2 separate regions of the Lactuca sativa genome follow, and region 1 is linked to region 2. Evidence: chromatin contacts called from public Hi-C data. All regions are on one chromosome and are shown on one strand. Each heading gives the region's core, a stretch centred on a gene start, on an enhancer-like site or on the middle of the called end of the contact. The rest is flanking DNA. Distances are from core to core; before and after follow the strand shown. Region 1 holds the start of LOC111881985 (cell division control protein 2 homolog D). Region 2 holds the start of LOC111881993.

Region 1 (3,510 bases), core at 820-3,319, 270 kb before region 2:
ATTTATATGTATATTTATATTGAGTGAAAATCATAAATGGTTAATATATATGCGTCAGCTAAGGTAAGATCGTTGTTGTTGGACCATGTGTAAAAAGATCATAACAGTATACATATATCTATGAAGACATGCATAAATCATATATGTTACTGGTTAGATGACAAAATGCCATTGTTGTAGACCATGTGTGTATTGAACTTTAGAAGACAATGTACGTATATCAATTAGGTGGCGAAAATGGGTTAGTGTAGGCCAATATGTGTGTTGTGCAGTGAGTAGCTGGCGAGATATGACTAATGTGTATGTATCTATCATACACATATATTCATCGGATAACGTTAATTATTATCTTCTAATTAAATGCATATATAACATACATATATATAAAATCATTGTATCCTTTATCATCTTTTAAATCGACAAATATGGGTCAGATGCTAATGATATGGGCCAGATCGATGCTAATGAATATCGTTAATTTTCCTTATTCATCATGTTTTTATAATAAGAGGTATATATGTTCCTAGTCCAGTTTCTTACATCGATGGGGTCTAAACGAATATGTTCATTTTAAACGTAATAGATTATGATTATAAAAAAGATTTGATCCATTAATGACATCTTATATGACATGGTATTACATTTGAAATTTTGTGTCAATCGTATTTGAATCAAGTGATTAAGTACACATCTACATATATAGATCAAACTAGGCGTGTCGAAAACAACCGAAACTCGTTCTACGCACCCGACCCGTTTCAAATTTGGATAAAATGGGTCGGATAGAACAGATAACGGGTATGAACATTCGGGTAATAGGTTAACCAGATAATAGTATAAGTCGGGTTTTAGGTATGAACATTAATTTTCGGGTATACCCGAATACCCGAATTCGTTTTTTAAAATAATACATAGTATATTTAAATATTAATATATCCCATATCCTATGTATTATATAGGGTATTGGACTATTGGTAACATGAGGCAGAAGCATGCTTGAAAAAAAATTAAAACCCTTCACTTCTTCTTGATCGACACAAACAAACACAGGCACGCTCCATATTTCTTAATCCGAATTTCGATCCTCAAAGACGCAATTCTTAGCCTCCATCTTCGTTATAGGCTGAAAATTCTCATGATGCATATTCTCACTAGCCATGTATCATGAACATACATTATACAACAGTAACAATGAAGTGGTGCAGCAGATTCTGGTTTTGAATTCAATATAACCCAATAAGAGTTATTTAATCTAATAATAAACATGATAAATTGTTGTAGTTGAGATTACAATATAATCCAAAATTAGTTGGATTCAAAATATATGTGTTAAAAATGGGGTTAATTTTCTCGAGATTCAATAGACTAGAATGATATGTGTATGCTCCTCAAAATACTCACATACTTTTGTCTTCTTTAACTTGAAATGGAATATTTTGCTACCCAATTTTTTATTAAACCAACCTAAATGCAAAAATAAAATAAAAAAGAAAAAAGAAAAAAGAAACATTTTCAGGTATATCCGATAATTATCCGAACCGGCCTAAAACCCGAATACCCGAAACCCAAAAGCCCGAATTACAATATAGGTCGGGTATCGGGTATTATTTTTTTAAGGAAATACCCGTTTTACGCGAAACCTGAAAATTTTATCCGATCGACACCCCTAAATCAGATTAGATAACAAATACCGAAGATTGTATACAACAAGAAGTCCCGAAGATCCCATTTGGAATTGAAGACTCCGAAAATCCCATTTAGATGAGGTAGAGAAGAAGACTGCAGTATGTGCATACAAATTATGTAAACCATGTGTGTATATTGATTAGGTTGCAAAAGGTGAAAATAAATGAGTAGCTAATGTGTATATCTATGACAAGAGTATGACTCAAGTAGACCATATATGTACGTATGTATGTAAAGGTCTAGACCATGTGGATTAATGTATATATATGTATCAACTCTTAAAATATATATAGTAAATGATATATATATATATATGTTATAAAATATTAATAAAATGAGTTAGATGTATGAGTATGAGTATGAGCATGAGCATGCATTAATGGGGAGCCAAAACCAAGATGCATGATTGATAATTGAGAAAGAAGTTAATGAAGGATTGGTCCACTGGTGTCTGAAATTTTGCAGAAGAGACCACTATTTACTTTCTTTCTCTTTCTCTTTCTCAATCACACAAAAACTGTGGTGTGTAGTGTGGCTTCTGCAAAATCTCTGCCACCTTCCCATGCTTTCCCCCCAAACCTAATATGTCTTTTACCTTCTTTCTTTCTTACTTTCTTTCTTTCTTTCTTTTTTCTTTTGCGTGTGTGTGATGTAATCGATGCCCTCTTTTTTACTCTCTCTCTCTCCCTCTCCCTCTCTCTCACACACTAATCACACCCCCATAAAACACACACCCTCTCTCTCTCTATGAGTCTGCACATTTCACCTTCCTCCATGTCTGTGCATTGGTACTTGGTTATTAAATCCTGCTAGCTGCTACTGTGTTACTGCTGTATGTGTGTGTGGCCATTGTACTGCATGCAGAACAACTGACAACTGGGAAACCATGACCCAGGTTTACAAGCCATCTCCCTTTCTTTCTTTCTCTCTCTTTCTTCTTCTCTCTCATCAGCAGCTAGGGTTTAGTGTTTGATCCATATTTAAAGCTAATTAATTAATGAACTTGTTTGTTTAGGGTATGTAGTGGTGGCTGTTACTGTTAACCCAAAGGTCTGATCAGGTTACCTGATCATTTGAGTTTAAGTAATATTAAATCTTTTGTTTGGATTCTACCGAATATATATGATATATGCTATCAATCGACATTAAAGGTGTATAAACTTTATCTGTTGTCTACAGGACCATGTTGACAGTTTTGTTATTTTTTTGGTTTTATCTTTTTAAGATTTGTTAACTATATATATTTGTTTTTAATTGGATTCTTTTGTTTTTCAGAACATAATTATCATCCACCGTGTAAGAAAATCGAAGGGAAATATTATTATTTCTTGAAAATCTTTTATGTTATTTAACTTATTTTCAAGGGATTTTGGGAAATAACTTGCATGAACGTAATCGGCGCCATTTCATAGTACATTTTTGCAAGCGGTTTTTTTAACCCGAACCAACCACCCCCCTCCCCTCCCCGGGTCCAAAAAAAGAATATATATATATATACATATTTTTTAAAATTGTGTATTAGACCTAAAGGCTGTAATTTCATGGTTTTATCATGGCAAAGACTATCCATCTCCACATCAATTTACCATGTTTGACACATACCAGAAACGGTGAGAGAGAGAGAGGTACGGTAGCTTCTAGTCGAGCTCCGCACTACCGCATTGGAAAATGTAGACCCGACACGGTGTTAGCAGTCTACATGGCAGTATGAGTTTATCGCACTCACACCATATCCTTAAAAGATGATGAATATAATCTCGTGATCAAAGCAGTTAAAAATGATTAAATTTAGAACATTAGTTTAAAAACCAAGTTTAATATTTA
Region 2 (3,320 bases), core at 525-3,024:
AATTCGAAAACAATATCAAACTTACAGATTAAAAGGATTTAAGGAAGAAGTACATACATTATTCGACTAATCAGACTGATGGGATGGTTGAAGTTTTTTTGCTTTTGTTTTCTGCAGAGGAATTATGACAGAATGTTTGTATAAATCGATTATTAAAAAAGTTTGAAATATATATACAAGCCAATATGATGAAAATTAGCAGGTAATCAATTGAAATCTCATTTAAACTTAAAATATAAGATATCATGCTTGAAAGTATATTGGTTCATAATAATATCCGAAACTTTTGAAATTTGAAATTAATAGTTTCCGAGATTTCAACATATAGTATATTTGGAAATCAATTTTGAATGAAAATAAAGTCTAAATTTAATGTTTACATTAATAAGGAAACAATTTTGTAGTTGTAAGTTTGAAAAGAATTCAAGTATCATTTTCATTCAATTCCTACATTTAATTTCCTAATATAACGAATGAAAATTAATATTGGTAACGGAATCTGATTTTGAAAACTTCAAAATCATCGCGTGGGGCTTCAAAACAAACGAGTTGACTTATTGTTTGATCAAGGTGACGTAAGCAAATTGATTTAAGGGTGTAAAAACTATAAATAAAACACAATCAACAACCCAAATTGTTTTAGATGATGTCATAAGGTTTTTTTACTAATAATATTTAGAGATTAGAGATTACATTAGAACTCCTTTGACCTTTGTTTTTTTGTTATATTGGGATCAATCTAGATTTATACAAATATATAGTCCGCACATTCAATTTTGCATTAAAACTAAGATATAATCTCTATATAAATCTTATTATATAAAATAAATCGATGATACTGAAATCAATCGACATATTAAACATATTAGATTGGATATTCAAACAAAAGACGCATAAAACAAAAATTACTCTTACAATTGACATAAAGTTAAGAAAGAGGGATCTATCTTTCAGAGCGAAACTGGGTGAGCCCATAGAATTCGATGATGCCTATCAATATCAAACATAGTAGTCAACTATAGAATATTCAATAATCATCTTTTCATAAAAGATATTATAAAATATTTATATACCATTAAAAATCGATTGTAATTTATATTATATTCTGTAAGCTTAGGTGACCACTTGACTGACTCGCTCATCCACCTGATCCCTTGTAATAAACCATGTTATGAAGTTGGATCAGTGCAATAGATATTTGAGTAAATTATACGAATGGTAACTGTGGTTTAGGGTAATTTGTACGTTTAGTCCCTAACTTACAGTTTGTTTTTGTTACGCGTTTGGTCCATGTCTTACCTAAAAAGACTATTTTGCCATTGATTTTTTAATTTATTTAAATAAGCACACCCCGAACTCTATTCCTCTCATCTTACCTTACATATTCCACCATTTTTCTTTATTTAAATAATAGTTTTTTTAGGTAAGATAGGGACCAAGTGCGTAACAAAAACAAATAGTAGAGACCAAACGCATAACAAAAACAAACAGTAGGGACTTTCCGAGTTAAAAAAATTAGTTAAGAACCAAACACGTAAATTACCCCAAACCATAGGAACCATTCATGTAATTTACTCTAGATATTTTGTGCCATGAAAGTTACTATTTCTAATTAAATACATAATCGATCATGTCAATTCGGATATTATTATATATTCGAGTTACACTATATATAAATTTTATTAAATATTTTGTATTCCTGAAGATAATACCAGAATATAAAAAAAAGATATATATCATACCCACTAACATCCGCCGTCATGATCGTTTTCAACATTTCAACCATATCCTTAAAACACATAGTATATATGTATATGCATACATATAATTAAAGTTACACCGCAACTACTTAATTGCACTTGTGAAAACACAAGAATAATTCGAAATAGTTTTGAGAGAAGAAATTAATTAAATGGGTTCATTAATGGCAGGTTGGGATTCACGAGTTCGTGACCCTAAATCCAGTAAGTTTTTTCTTTTCTTTTATTGTTTTAGCAGTAACTCGATCGTGGAATTTCATGCATCAAAATCATACATGTTAATTTGTCGAATTTTAACTATGGAGATCACTTCTGACTTCTTTTAGTACGCATATATATATGCATGATGATTTACGCATGTTCTTTAATCTCACTTCTGACCTATTTCAGTAAATCTGAAGAGGAACTTGTCGATGACCAACGAAGAAATCGCAAATTATTGGAGATCAAAGAAGAACGACGAACAAGTACATGCAGGTGTTCTTACATCTTGTCAGACGTTTTCGATGGAAAATTATAAGGTGAATATATATGATATTGGTGAGAGATAAATGTTAATTATATTATAACACTTTTTAAGATACTTTATCAACTAATTAATATTGTTTTCTAACAGAAAAATGAGTTGGAAAAAATATATGGTAGATCAAATTCCCTTCCGATCACAAAAGAATATTCCGTTATAGAAACTTCAGAAGAAGAAGAAGAAGACGAGGAAAAACTTTTCAAGAGCCATGGCTGGTAATTTATTCTTTATATTTCCAGGTTTTGTTATATTCTGAATAATCCATTTTTTTAAATTAAATACAAATTGTTATTAATATATGTATGATCATATATATATACATGCAGGTGGATTAATAGTAGATGGGCGTTTTTAAATGAACCACCTGTTATTGCATCGGAAACACCTGTGGTCAGATATGCTTCACAATTCCATGTTGCTCAAAAGCACATCAACGCCTCCGACCACCATGCTGCCACCAACGGCATTAGAACTTGAGTTTTAACTTTTTTTTGTAACGAAAAACATATACTATATAATGTCATATGTGTGATGTGTGAAAATTTGGTGTCGTTTTGGTTTATGAGTTCATAAGTTATAACTTTTAAAAATGTTTAATGTATTGTAGTAACTGTAACGTATTGTCAGATGCTTTTGTGTTAATATATATGTAACGTTAATTTATACGAATGTATTCAAGCCTATCTATGGTGGTTTCATGCTCGAATATGTTATTGTGTGTATGTAGTATGTACGTACTTTACATTTTTCTTACTGTAGCAGATAGCTACATATCATAAAAACCAACGGTTCAAACCATGTGTTGGGGAATTCTGTATATAAAAGTTAAGTGAGGATGAAAACAGGAATGGAATATAATGGAAGCAGTCTAAATTTGCTTTTTGGTAGAAGAACTATTAAAATGCAAATGCATGAACCATTAGGATCTTTTGTATTTGAATATTTTATTATTTTAACCTTCTAAATTCTAATTAAAATAATTTTAAAATACATAGATTAACCAACATTAATATTCAAAAGGTTTCATTTATTCC

The links. A called contact is a pair of places that touch in the nucleus more often than the background predicts.
Region 1: a Hi-C map of seed shows a contact between it and region 2, with 8 times the contacts expected there. The contact joins the promoter of LOC111881985 here to the promoter of LOC111881993 in region 2. A contact is called at or near these places in 2 of 4 Hi-C or Micro-C datasets (leaf and seed).

What each region holds. Positions count from the first base shown.
Region 1 is chr5:64,667,992-64,671,501 of Lsat_Salinas_v11, reverse strand. It overlaps LOC111881985 (cell division control protein 2 homolog D), which reads left to right and starts at 2,069. Exons shown (of 7, transcript XR_008224263.1): 1 at 2,069-2,581; 2 at 2,962-3,510.
Region 2 is chr5:64,402,881-64,406,200 of Lsat_Salinas_v11, reverse strand. It overlaps LOC111881993, which reads left to right and starts at 1,774. Exons shown (of 4, transcript XM_023878363.2): 1 at 1,774-1,964; 2 at 2,151-2,281; 3 at 2,377-2,501; 4 at 2,613-2,949. The coding sequence starts at 1,913. The coding sequence ends at 2,763.